Regions from separate parts of the Mus musculus genome. Here region 2 is linked to region 1. The links are chromatin contacts, called in public HiChIP or PLAC-seq maps. All regions are on one chromosome and are shown on one strand. The core of a region is the stretch at or near the end of the contact, and the rest is flanking DNA. Distances in the headings are between cores, read along the strand shown. Region 1 overlaps Evl (Ena-vasodilator stimulated phosphoprotein). Region 2 overlaps Ppp2r5c (protein phosphatase 2, regulatory subunit B', gamma).

Evidence for each region. HiChIP or PLAC-seq counts read pairs in DNA pulled down with a chosen protein or histone mark.
Region 2: an H3K27ac HiChIP or PLAC-seq map of bone marrow-derived dendritic cells shows a contact between it and region 1, with 5 times the contacts expected there. The contact joins two enhancer-like sites. A contact is called at or near these places in 1 of 484 Hi-C or Micro-C datasets (CD8 T cells) and 3 of 115 datasets of contacts at active chromatin or transcription factors (bone marrow-derived dendritic cells, large pre-B cells and thymic regulatory T cells).

The regions. Positions count from the first base shown.
Region 1 is chr12:108,628,338-108,635,449 of GRCm38.p6, reverse strand. The region is part of intron 1 of Evl (Ena-vasodilator stimulated phosphoprotein); the gene reads right to left. Among named protein-coding and RNA genes, the nearest start is that of Mir342, 27 kb to the left of the region's middle. Within about 2 kb of position 4,054, at least 97 of the 459 cell types and tissues checked have an H3K27ac peak or open chromatin away from gene starts, as enhancers often do. A contact at or near this core is called in CD8 T cells and bone marrow-derived dendritic cells, where this site is marked.
Region 2 is chr12:110,499,384-110,506,495 of GRCm38.p6, reverse strand. All of the region lies in intron 3 of Ppp2r5c (protein phosphatase 2, regulatory subunit B', gamma), which reads right to left. Among named protein-coding and RNA genes, the nearest start is that of Gm19605, 17 kb to the right of the region's middle. Within about 2 kb of position 2,980, at least 182 of the 459 cell types and tissues checked have an H3K27ac peak or open chromatin away from gene starts, as enhancers often do. A contact at or near this core is called in CD8 T cells and bone marrow-derived dendritic cells, where this site is marked.

The sequences.
Region 1 (7,112 bases), core at 2,805-5,304:
GAGAGCTGTTTCTAAGGGGTTGAGCATCTTAATTATAAGGAAATCCACAGGCAGAGATAAAGGCATCTAGAAGAGTCTAGAGTGACCATGATCAGCAAACTGAACTAGGCAATGTGAGGAGAGGGGGGAAGGGCAGATAGACAAGAGGTTGGGTAACGAGATAGCTGACCTTATTCTGGGAAGGGGAGCCCAACCCCTGGGCTGGAGAACCCAAGGTGAGGGCCAAAGTGCCAGCCAAGATGATTCTGTGGCAGGTACTGGGGAAGCTGAGCAAGCCCGTCATATAGTGTCTGCTTTGATATGTTAAACAATTAGACACTTTAGTTTGCCCTTTGTCCCAGGTTTGAGACCTAATACTTGTAGGACCACAAAGTTGGCCAAGAGCTGGAGACCAGGCTGTGGTGCTGGCTCCACCAGTTGGTCCCATGAACTAGGCTAGGTCAGAAGCACCTCAGGATCTAGACCCAGTTTTCCACTTGACAGAGCAGGCTCAGCCCAGATGACTTCCTACAGGATCCTAGGAGAGGGCTGTTAGACTCAGAAGGTCCTGGCTGGTTCTCAGACCAAGGGCCTGGATGGTGTGTACACCTGGAACAGACTCTATATTTGAACCTAGGGTAAAATTAGCATTTTCTCAGGAAACACTGCTTTCTTATGGGATACCACTATCTGAAAGAACACTGCAGAAACATGGGAAGGCAGCTTTGTCAGCTATTCAGTGATCATGGCCTCATTTCTCTAACACAGGGTGACTCTGTTGCCGATTCCCATGGGTTTCCACAAAGATAGATTCTTCATGTCTTCTTAACTTGGCAGAGAACTCACTAAAAGTTGCACACGGTGCTAGAAACCAGAAACCAAGATTTGGAAAGAAGGGCAGGCCTCGTCTTTAGAAGGCTTTTACAGTTTTACAGCTAGGTGCAAGAGCGCACCTGCAAGGCCAGCACTTGGAGGGTCTTGGGTTTGAGACCAACCAAGGCTGCAGAGTGAGATCCTATGAAGCAGGAAAGGAGGACTGGGGCACAGTGAAGAATGGATCTGTTAGCAAGTAGATACATTCAAATGTCATTGTTGCAAAGGTGGGAGATAGCTGTGTGAAGGACATAATGGGTTTGTTCTAACTGGGGAGATGAATGACCTTTGAGTGTTGAACATGCATTTTCAGAGGTAGTAAAGATCTGTACTTCCTGTCAAGCAAGTGTCAGCTGCAAACCATGTTTGTGACTTGTGGTTTTGGTTTTAGCTGGTTGGAGTATTTGCTATTTTCCCTTGTGAATTTTTCTTTGTAACTGTGGATTATTTGGAAGTATGTTATTTAATTTTGTTTCAGAATCTACGGTATTTTCTTGCTTTGTTGCTATTGACTACTGTGGTCAGAATATATGCTTTTAGTATGACTTTTGTGTTTCTTGGTATGAACACAATTCTTTTACTTGCACAGAGACATCTAGGGCCCAGTATGTAGCTCAGTTTGATGAAGATACCGTGGTCGGTCACAGAGAGGAAGTGTGTTTCCTACAACGTCTGTTAGGTCAAGGTGGTTAATAGGTGCAGAACTTCTATGTCCTCACTATTTTCTCTAAACATTTCATCAATTGTTGAAAGGCCTTGAAAATCTCTAGGAGACTTAAGCATCTTCAGTTCTGTTAATACCTATATTTTCTACAATTTGGAGTTTTTATTAAGAACACTTTCTATTCTATAGTCTTTATTGTTACGACTATAACAATTTACCACAAATGTAGTGGCTTACAACAATAAAAATGCATTATCTCATAATTACACTAACAGTAGGTGAGAAGTCCACCGGGATCGGATTTCAACATGGATCTCCCTAGGTTAAATTAAGACGGTGGAAACGGTACACTCCGCTCTGGAGGCTCTGCAGAAGAGTTAGCCCCTTCCCTTCCCTCTCCTACACAGTACCCACATTCCTTGGTCCATGGCTCCCTCCATTTTGAAAGCATGCAATCCATCATTCTGACCCCTCTTCTAAAGTGACCTTTCCTTCTGGCCATGCTTAAGGCAAAATCTGCTTTTGCTTTCTCTTGGGATTTTGTTTGTTTGTTTTGTTTTTTGTTTTGTTTTGTTTACTTTTCTTTTCAGCTGTCCTTAAGCCCTATGTAGCTGAGAATCACCTTGAACCCCTGAACCTCCTTTCTCTACTTCCTGAGTGTGAGGATGATAACATGAACCACCAAGCCCAGCCCAGCATGTTCTTTAGGTTCATATGCATGTACCTACATGTGCATGCATACATGTATGTGCACATGTATACGAGGCAGAGGGCGATACTGGGAGTCTTCTTTAATCACCCTCCACTTCAGCCTGAGACAGGCCTCCTGGAGCTTTCCTGATCCTGCCACACACTGCCTGGCTTCAGTGGGCTGGACCCCTGGTGTGAGCCATCCTTGTTCTCTTACCATCCTACCTTGAACCTCCAGCTGGAGATGTAGCCTGATCTTCCTGGATCAGAGTTCTTCTGTCCTTAAAGGCAGAGCCAGGGAAACACTTCCATAGGCATTTATCCATCAGGGAACCCCTGTAGACACACTTACTTCAGGTTCTCTGGTCAAATGAATTTGCAAATTCAGAAGTTAGAGCTTTGGATGGCTCAGGTCTTCTCCTCAGGGAACCTTCCATATCATCCCTATAAAATAGGAGGTTCCTATCTAGTAACTACAGCTGCATTTGCACCCCTGTATCTATAACTTCAGCTTGCTCATAGCTCCTTCCTCCACAAATGTACATGCTGATATTTTGTTTCACTTGCTGCTCTCACTGTCTACCTCAACAGGAGCCAGTGGAAAGGCACTGCCACAGGTTGAGTGGCTCTGCTGCCTTGAAATGTCCTTTGTAGTTAAGGCTAATCTCAAACTCACAAAGATCCATTTGCTTCTACCTCCTGAATTCTAAAATTACAGGCCTAGCAAGCTCACTACTTTTGAATTGAGCCTCATTCAAGGTCTAAGGACATGGGCAGAATACAGACATACATTCTCCCCAGAATATCACAAGAACGGACTCTAGCTCAGGTCCTGACAAAGTCCTTGTTCGGCTCTGAAACTTTATGAGCCAGGCGATCTTAGTTTTGAGACAAGGTCCTCTCTGACCCTGGAACTCATCATTGGCCAGGATGGTTGGTCAGTGAGCTGCAGGGGTCTGTGACACCTCCTTAACCCCTGAAGTGGGCTTACAGATGCATACTGCCACACCCACCCTTTATATGGATGCCAGAGATCTGGACAATTCAGATCCTACATGCATGGCAGGTACTATATCGACTGAGCCATGGTGCGGGCCTGCAGTTCTTTCAGGTTTTGGTCTTCTGGGCTCCACCAGATGCCCACTAAGTTCAGTTTATAATATTCTGGGGCTTCTTTAGTCTAGAGCGCTACATTCTGAATTCTCATTCCTCACACAAGCCAGTTTCAAAAGCCTACAAACCATGTGGTCAGGTTTATCCCAGGAATGGCCTCACTTCTGAGTGCCAGGTTTTTGTGTTGGTTACTCGTGTTGTTGCTGTGACAAAACCCCTAACAGGAGCAACCCAAGGAAGGGTTTGTCTGGCTAATGGTCTAAGAAGGGATCAGTCCAGGTGTAGTGGTACACAACTTTAATCCTGGTACTTAGGAGGCAGGTAGGTGGATCTGTGAGTTCAAGGTCAGCTGGTCCACAGAATGAGACCCTGCCAAACAAATGAACAAACAAAGGGAGAAAGTCTTTTACGACAGGAAATGGCAGACCAGTATTAGGAACCTGGTCATACTGTGCCACCTGTCAAAGAGTAGAAAACAGACAGGAAGTGGGGCCAGGGGATAAAACCTCATGGCCTACCTCCAGTGATCCACTTCCACCTAGTGAGGCGCTACCTCTTAAAGTTTCTATGACTCTCTCAAACAGGACTATCAGCTGAAGACCACAGGTCCTAACATACTAGCCTGTGGGAGATATGTCACAGTCAAACTGTGGTGGGTCTCTTAGCTCAGGTTGAGCTGACAGCCCCACATGCTGCCACCCTGCACGGCTCTGACACCACCCTTCCTTGCTTAGCTCTGCAGAGGGCAATCTGAGCTGGCTTCTAGGAGTGCTCTCACATGCACAGACAGCCACTAGGCAACAGCTCCAAAGAGGGAAGCCCTTTAAACAGAACTCAGTTGTCTCTGCTCAGACCTGCTTCCTCTTTTTCTAGTTCTTACTAAGCCTAACTCTATGTGACCTGGAATTTCAGGATCTGCCTCCTGTGAACCAGTTAGCTTAAGTTCCACCTTCTTCCCTAAAATAGAAAAGCAAACAGAGGCAGAGGCCTCTAGCCACTGTAGGGCTTATCATGATATTTCTTCTCAAGAGTCAGAGTCCTATACACTGTCTGACGCCTGTTTGATTCAGTACCCATTGTAGATTTTGCTCATTTTACAGATGTTTTCAAAGTAAGTCACTACTGTCACTTCATCAAGGAGAGTAGCAGAATCAGTTAGTTACTACAATAACAAAGGTTATTTTTTTCATTTCCTGAAGATATTGGCCTATGTGTAACCATCTCTGCGATAAAGTAACTTTCAGTTTCCTCTCCCACTCCCTCTCACTTTTACCTGGTGCTACCGTCTTTTCTGGTTTTAGTAAGCAGGTAGCTTGAGCGAACCTTCTGGGAGACCTTTTAACTCAGTCCTAGAGCTTTAGTAATACACTTAGCAGAATTATGAGAAGGAGCAGGAAAGGAAAAGAGCTCTGGCCTGCCCTTGCTTTATACATGACTTCCTGGTTATCCCCACCTTCACTCTGGCTTCCTCATCTGTTCATTGAAAGGAATGGCTTTATTAAAAATTCATGGATTGGCCTTGAGGTGGTTAGCAGGTAAGAACTGACTCTCAAAACGGTTGTGTGTTCCATGTGCCCCCTTCCCACATACAAAATAAAAATAAAAACTATGCATAACAGGTCTTAAGTCAATCATGTAAAGACAACAGAACCTGTTGGGAATATAGGATAAGGGATGTTGGCACCAAAGAAGCAGTTTAGTGAGGAAGAAAGCCGTTCTGTTAAGAAAGCAGCATGTAATGTAATATGATGAACCAGCACAGAGCTTAAGATATAAGGTACCAGCAGGATTAGGGTAAATGGTGACCCCACAAAGGAACTTCAGAATGAGTGAAGAGGAATGTACCAACACCTGCAGCAGATGAACCAAGGCTGCTGGCTCTACTGTGTCAGCACAGAAACATCTACTTGACCTGCAAAAGGCACTGTCAGATTCTAAAGAACTTGGGAGTTTGCTAAAAACAAATCAAGAACTAAACCCAAAGCCAGTTCCCTTAGGAAACTTCCTTGAGAGACCAGCAAACTGGCTAGGGACTGTTCATCTCACCTTGGTGGAACACAGATGAGATTATATCAGGCCCCTAGAACCTAGAACAACTGACACCTATTAAAGACACCAAGGCACCACTGACTTAAGAGCACAGCACAGAGACCCTAACACCTGCCAAAATGAGAACAAAGACCTAATCCAGCAGGTCTATAGTTCTGGGAAAGTCCTTAAATACACTGACCTTGTTGTTTGGCTTCTGTGGCTCTGCCTACTGGTAACTGATCTTGCTAATTGAAGTGTGTCAACCAGGATATGGTTTTTGTGCATAAAAAGACAAGATCAGTTAAGGCTGATGGTTACACAATTTGGGCAAGTTCCCCAATGTGGCCCCTGGCCAGAGAATAAAGGCGTTCTATTGGCTTCAAGAGTCCATGTGTTCTTTGAAGGACTCACTTCACAACAGCATCATGTTAGTCACCTTTCTATCATTATAACAAAATGCCTGGACACTGACTACTGAAGAGACTGAACTCATACTTTTGAAGGTCTGGTCTGTTTGTTAAAACTTGTTTTAACTCAAATCAGGCAGCCCCATTCTCTGGGCCTCTGGTAAGGGTGACACATAATGGCAAAAGCAGATGGCAGAGCAAACGACTTAACAGCCAGAAAGCCCATAGAGACTGGGAGTCTAGGATCCCTCCAAACTTTCCAGGACATGTCTCTCGTGGCCTAATGGCCTCCTCCTAATGGCTTACAACCTTTTCAACAACACCACTCTGGGATATCAATTTTTAACACTCAGCCCTCTGGGATAGCAACTACAGCAAGTACAGAAGGAACTTTGAATGATAGCAAAGGAGATCATTCCTGAAGAACTGGCACACCATCCACCTCTGTGGTAAAGGCAGGACACTTTAAGAAGGAAGCAGGGAGGTGTTAGAGTAAAGAGGGTAGAGACATCTTCACTCAAAATCTGCTATCTCCAATGCAATGAGGTTAGTTAGCAACATTCAGTAGGCCTTTTGATATGACAGTATTTGTGTTGTCATTATCTGTGTCTTAGAGTCTTAACTACACCTTCAAAAATCAAAATGGAATTGGACTTGCTGGAGATTCTTGTATTTTCAATGACTATCTGCTAGGCCTTTCTTCCAAGGTTTACATTCAAATAACTGCTAGCCAGACATGCTCACTCTCACAGCACAGTTGCAGCTCTTGCTGCAGGCGCTACTTAAGTGGACCAGCTCTGTAAAGACCAGCTTACTGTAGTGAGAATTTTGGAATTTTGTTTTCTTTAAACACAGGGATATTATAAGAATGTGTTTTTGTTCTAATCTGATGTATGTGGATATGGGGCTTCTCCAAACTGACTGCAGCAGTAGACTATGATTTGCCTCATGATCTAGCAGAGTCATAGTTTTGCTAGCTGCAGATAGTGTCTGCTATTGTGTGACAGTTGGAATTCTAGAACTTTTCAGAGGGTAAATAAATGCTAGGGCCCCAAGAGGCTGATTGGTGGTCATTGGGGGGGGGGTGTTTGCGGTTGGATGTGGCTTGTTAATAGTTGTGTTCAAAGAACAAAGAAATTATATTCAGGGTCTCTCTCTCTCTCTCTCTCTCTCTCTCTCTCTCTGTCTTCCTCCCTCCCTCTCTCCCTCCTTCTTTCTCTCTTATTTAGTGATGGGGGGGGGTTAAAACAGGGGGGGTGGGGGGGGTAGAATAAAGGATGGGAAAAAGAACTCACAAAGCAGCAGAGACCAGCTATAGATTACTAAACATCCTAGGCAAAACTCAATGACCCAAA
Region 2 (7,112 bases), core at 1,731-4,230, 1.9 Mb before region 1:
TAAACAGCATGTAAACAACTGTCCTCAAATCCCCTGGCACAAGATGTAAGTTTCTAAAATATGAGACAGACTCATTCCTAACAGCCACTTGACAGTGTCGCAGACTCTGGCTGTTAGTGAGATCCATTCCAATAGCTGTGGTTTAGGTTCAACAGGTGACAGGCAGGTGAGACCACAGGAAGGAAGGGTAGAGAAAGACGGTGGGCAACCTCTGCATGTGGGAGGTGCCCAGGGGCTGCCTCACCCACACCCTTTAGGGACCACAGGGTAGCTAGACTTGGCACTCAGCCAAAGTCCTGTGGCCTGTGGAGACTTCAGGTCTACAAAACATCTCTGCTCCTGGGAAGTCCACAGCTGCTGCTCAGCCCTGCACTGTCTCCTGTGCCTGCCAGAGCCAGGCATCCCTTCCTTAGACGGTTGTGGCCAATACGCCCACACTGCCCAAGGCCGGGAATGCTCCAATATTCAGTGTCCTGGTTCTAGGTCATCAGAGGAACTGGAATCAGAGGTTCCAAGTCCCCAAAGATGGCACCTTTCCTCACCGGGAATGTCCTGAGTACAGTCCCAGACACAGAAGCTGAGCAGTGTCCCACCAGACCCTCACCTGAGCCCCTTCCTTCTCTGAGGTTCCAGAGTCACAAGTGAACAGACCCGCTCTGAGAGGAAGTTGTAAGATTTGAGGCTCCCTCAAAGCTTCCAGCAAATTCACCTTTGGACAGAACAGTCCCTAACAAGATGGTTCCACTTCCACCCAAGGTTCCCAGAGAAGCAAACTTACGTCTTACTGCATACTGCATGAAGATGCCCGAGGGTCTCCAGCCCCTAGCCAGTCCTGTGGCAGAGGCTCATATCTCATGCCTTTGTATTTTAAATTTTAAAAGATGCAGAGGCGGGGGATGACAGTGGACCTCTAGGGTTGTCCCCTCTTGCCTGATCTCAGGTCTAACAGCCTCTACACTCAAATGTCAAACTGTGGGATTGTCCTATAGTTTCTTTTCTTTTTCTCCTGGGCCTCTGGCAAGCCAGACAGGTACTCCACTTGAGCTATATGCCTGGTCTGGCGTGCTTTCTGGGTCTTCAATTTTGAGAAAGGTTTCTGAGTAGCCTGTTCTGGAAATACTGCTGTCAAGTGTAGCATCACACGAGGTCTCTGATGCTGCCAAATGAGGCTGTAGTCCAGATACAACACAGCACCTGCTCAGCTTCTCAGGTGGAGGCCACACCAAGGATGCACCTGTCCTGACTGGACCACGTTTAGTCAGAGTGCAGACCACTGAAAACTTTCAATCCAGTACTGACAGCTGGAACAGAACTCCCAGACCCAGTGAAGAGAGAACAGGAGACAAGACACTTTCATGCAAATTTGACCTTTAAGGCTGTGCGGTATAAACATCCTGTTGTCAGACAACCCTAACAATCTCCTGAGAAAGAGCAGACAATTACCTAACTCAGCCTCACAGGGAAGGGTGGGACTGACTTGCAAATATTGTGGCTTCTCCAAAGGAGCCCACAGAATCTCCAGCCACGTGATCAGACCAGACATTTTCAGTAACTCAGTGACCCTATTAACACTTTTGTCAAACTGACAGCCAGGAATCTCAGCCCTGCCTTCTTACAGCCTCTGATTCAAGGCTGGCCTCCTCACTCCCAGGCAGTCTGGGAAGCCCACCAGGGGCTTCTCAGTGACACGCTTGTGCTGGTGGGGCTGACTCAGAGCCTGCAGAGGGCTGTGAGAGAGGGCACAGGAGGGCAGCTAGGCTTGTTAACATCTGACTTCACACCTCAACAGTCTGGCCACACAACTACTTGGGGGCAATGTTGAGGCCCAGACAGTCATCCAGAAATGGAAGCGCCGGCAGTCAGGCTCCGTTAAGTGGGGCTAGTGATTTTAGTATGTTGTAGACCCAGGCCAAGCATTCACACCCCTCACCTTGTTCAAGACCCATAGCTCTTCTGCAGGGAGCCACTTCCGTGGTCATTTTGTGGAGCACCAACATACTCGGTAACCTGCTCGGGGCCACACTAGTTAAGGGTTCATGAGCAAAAGCTGCACCAGCAGACAAAGGCTGGAGGCAGGACCAGTTGGCTCTGCAGTCTGACCCTGCAGGCCAGTGTGACTCCTGGGACAGGCACCCCTGCGTTGAGGCCCCCCGTGTGAGGGAGGCTGAGGAGCTGTCCTCAGAGCAGCATTCGCAGGCTGAACCCGACCTCTCGGTCCCGAAGGCCCTGCTCCAGCCGCTTGCCAACCCTCCTCTGAGTCTCTCACCACAGCACCAAGGCCAGGCCTTTGCCCGAGTTCTCCTTCCAGTGGACACACTTTTGACTAAGTCCCAGCCTAAGCAACAGTAACCCAAGAAATCAGAGATTTAATGTGCTAATTACACACCGTCACATTTGTTAGTGTATAATTACTAAACAAAATAACATTCAACTATGAATCACTTCAAAATCTTCTCTGGTGTTGCCAACTGTGGTGCATGCTGACCACATCTGGAGGCCCTGTGGCCATCCCACAGGACAGAGGAGAGGGTACCACAAATCATCCTCACTTTGGTTAATTACTCAGCCAAGTGTGCAGTTCGGGTTTCCAGCCGTCCACTCAACAAGGAAAAAGAACGTGACTTTAATGCCCATGGTTATGTTCTTTTTTTCTACTGGGAAAACAGACTGATTGACAGACAGACAGACAGACAGACCAATTGACCAAGCAAGTGACCCTTTCCTCCCAGCCTTTGCTGACCCTTGCCAGCTATGGTGGCTTGAGTAAGAATGGCCAACACAGGCTCATGTGTTTGCATGCTTAGTCCCTAGCTGATTAGGGCTGTGTCCTTTCTGCAGTGGGTGTGTCCATGTTGGAGGAACTGTGTCACTTGGGAGTAGGCTCTGAGGTTTCAAAAGCCCACGCTAGGCCCAGTCTCACTGTGCCTGTGAACCAGGAAGTAGAGCTCTGAGCAACCGCTCCAGTCCCATGATGATAGTGGGCTAACTCTCTGAAACTGTGAGCCAGCCCTCATTACATGCTTTCCTGTGTAAGAGTTGTGGTGGTGGCCGTGGTGTCTCTTCACAGCAACAGAATACGAAGACAGCAGCGTTGGAAGTAAGATGAAGGACTAAAGATCCCAGTGTTAGACTCTCTCTGTGGGTCCCAGGCCCCAGGTTCTATAAAGCTTCACTTCTGAATGTACACCGTATGATTGCAGCTCAGATAAGAACATTTCTGTATGGATGTTAACAATAGGCAAATTCATTCTCTTACTTTAGGAACATTCTAAAGGGATAGTGTGTGTGTGTGTGTGTGTGTGTGTGTGTGTGTGTGTGGTGTGTGTGTGTGTGTGTGTGTGTATCTCCCATCTTACAGACAATGGACTCACAGTTGCATCCCCACACCTCCAATGCCATAAAACAAGAACAAAACAACCAACAACCAAACAAAATCCAACCAAACTCCACTCAAATGTGAATCAGTTCTGTACTCTGTCCAGTTCCTCCGTTAGGACACTGCTGCTGAGCTCAGCATGGTGGAGCACGCCTGCAGTCTCAGTACTCAGCGTGAGGACAGGAGGGCAGGGTCATCTTGGACATTTCCAAGACCAGCCCAGACCACTTGAGACTGCCACTCATCGATAGCTTTGTGCAGATGTTCTGATCGCTTCTGCCATATCAAATTCTCTTATGGAAGTAGCAAGAAAGTAACAAAATGTCCCACGCCTTGGTAAATGTGAGCTTTTTATACACATCAAGGCATTAATAGCAACGTAGCAAAGACAGCATTTCACTTGTGGTAAAACAAGTAAAACTAACAAATGAATAAAGGGAAACCAGTGCACATCTTCCCCACAGCTCAAGGGGCGATTCTCCCCAGGCTGTGAACATCCCTGGGAGAGTTCTCACCCTGTGCCACACGGCACCATCACCCCCGTGCCACACAGCTACTCCCCTGGCACCACTGCCATTTGCTGCTCACTTGAAACTGTTAACAGTACAAATGTGCTCAGAAATGTCTGACAAGTGAACACTCAAAGGAAAGCCCCGACAGACATACAACCAACCCCTTATCACCCACCCACCCACACTTCTCTGCCAGGCCCCCAACCATGTCCACCCTACAGAGGCCGCCCTGTAAGAATTCTCACCCTTGACTGGGCAGGCACTACAGCCTCAGGAAGGAGGGACAAACTGTAACTACGAAAGCCCAACTCAGCTTTTGGACAGCCTACTTGAAAACAACACACAAGGTTTTAAAGTTTCCACTCCTCATCTCCTTCCCAGTGCTGGCAGCAGGAGCTAATGGTTGCCTCTACCATTGATGGCCACCAAAGAACAGGCCACCTCAACTGGGCCATGAGATGAAGCTCAGTCAGATTTAGCTGAATGGCCCTTCATAATGTCCAGCTGTGCAACGTGACAGGCTGGAGAGAGCCTTTCTGAGAGGAGGTAAGCAACTGTTTGGGGTCTTGACTTATTGCTAAGCCAAACTTTGTGGCTTTCCCAGAGTAGAGCATGTGTCCTGCTCAGCATCTTCTAGTAATGATGATCTTCATCAATAGACACAACATCTGCATATGTGAGCAGAGTGCTCCCAGGTCCTCATCAATAGACACAATGTCTGCATATGTGAGCAGAGTGCTCCCAGGTCCTCATCAAAACACACAATGTCTGCATATGTGAGCAGAGTGCTCCCAGGTCCTCATCAATTCACACAATGTCTGCATATGTGAGCAGAGTGCTCCCAGGTCCTCACCAATCATCACAATGTCTTCCCAAGTGAGCAGAGTGCTCCCAGGTCCCCACCAACCATCACAATATCTACCCAGGTGAGCAGAGTGCTCCCAGGTCCCCACCAACCATCACAATATCTACCCAGGTGAGCAGAGTGCTCCTGGATCCTCATCAACACACATTATGTCTGTATGTGTGAACAGAGTGCTCCCCGGGTCATCTTCTCCCCCCATACCAGACAATATCTATATGTCTGAGCAGAATGTTCCCTGGATCCTCACCAACACACCGTCTCCTTGCAGGTACAGAATGCTCCTCAGATCTACAGCATGACAACACTCACCACACCTTCTAGCCGCTGTGTATTTAAAATAATTTTATTTGGATTAGCATCCCATTTCATAATGATGGCCGTTCAAAGTCAAATGTTTGATCTTATTCACTTGCATCAAACCTGATCATCTAGGAAGCAGGTCATATCATCCTGGCTATACACACACACACACACACACACACACATACACACACACACACACATATTTTTTTTTTTGAGATAGGGTTTCACTGTGTAGCCCTTGGTATCCTGGAACTTGCTGGCCTTGAACTCAAGAGATCTACCTGCCTCTGCCATCCTCTGGGATTAAAGGCATACACCATCATGTTTGGCTGGCAGTGAATAATTTTTAAAGGAATTTTTAAAGTTCATAAGGGTAGAACACACCACTTCAATGTTTCAAAGGCTCTTCATTGCGGGGATACCCTATACCGCCCAGGTCAGCACCTCTACTCCTCTCTCTGTCAGCCGCTGCCATCACAATCACCTTAGCTTCTACCAAGTTGCTTAGTCAGGGTATTTCATATAAAACATGGACTCTGGGGTAGCAGAAGTCAGTTGAAGTATTATGTGGTAGCTCTGAAGGCAAACACTTTTGGGTCTATGGGACTTCACTGGCATAGAACTAGTGAGATTTAAAAAAAAAAAAAAAAAAAAAAAAAAGGAAAAAAGGAAAAAAGCCCATTTTAACCCCAAAAGAACATTCTAGGGCTAAAGGGCAGTCCTTTATACTGGAACCCAAAACACAATGCCCTTGTTCTTCCTTTTGGGTATCACAAGTTCTGCCATGGAGCTGCACAGGGGTTGGGGCATGACTGAGTCTGGCTCCAGGAGAACTAAGATCTGTGGGCACAAGTCACAGCCCTGATCTCCCAGGGAATGAATAGACTTCATCTTGAAAGAGTCTCATCATATTGATGGGCAAGACTGACCGAGAACCGAATCTACATCAGGACCACCACAGAACCGAATCTACATCAGGACCAACAAGAGGATGGCGGCTTTGAAGAGGACATAGGCCTGTGAGTCAGGTTACGTCTTGGCCCCAGCTAGATGGGAGGCTTCAGCTTTCTAGTTGGCCTCCGGTCTGGAGAGGTTAGAGGCAGGCAGGACCAGCAGCAGTTCCTCCCTTCACACGGCGCTCACTCGGAGGGTGTGTGAGCCACAGGGTGATGCTATCTGCTTCCTAGATGATTGGTTTCCCATGCAACTGAACAGTCACAGCTCTTACCCTGACCTGTAACTATTTAAGTCCAGAGAGGTTTTCATGATGAGTCCTTCGGGTTTCAGAGGCATAAACATCTGGAAGGCTTTCCCCCAGACTAGGAGGTGCTCCTGGGGAGTGTAGGTGCTCCTGGGGAGTGTAGGTGGTCCTGTCTGCATCACTGGCTTCATATGGGGAGGCCACACAACAGAGGGAAGAGATAGGGTGTGCCAACAAGCAGATCCTAAACTTTACCTGGAGATGCCAGAGACCCCAAAGTATCAAACCATCTTGGGAAGAAGATGGAGAGATGGGAGCCCGAGTCCCGTGGCCAGAGCTGAGAGCAAAGCCAAAGCAGTCAAGAGCAAGTGGCTGGAAGCTGAGGGTGGAGACCAACTGAACAGAGTGGGGCCCAGGAACGACCTTCTCACGTAGGGCACACCAACTTTCAGCAAGCCTATCAAGCAGGTTCAATAGGGCAGGGAGCAGTCATCTCAAGAAATGACACTGGGAAAACAGGGTGTCCACATGCCAAAGGCTAAGGGCCTCCCTTCATCTGACCGGAGATAACAGCCAACTCCACACCGATCAGAAGGTCTAAAGCAAGCTGCAAAATGACTTGGAAGGAACAGGAGCAAACCTTGGGGCTCTGTAGAGCTCCTTAGATGTGGCTCACAGAGCGCAGGGACAAAAAGGAAGCAGCCTTTGTACAGATAGAGCCACTCTTCGGCAAAACAGTAAGGACCCCAGAGTGGAAAATACCTTGCAAAGCCTAAATCAGCAAGGACTGCGCAGTCCGCAGTCCCACAGCCACTGGCCACACCCTTCCGGCCATTCTACACTCTACCAGGCCTG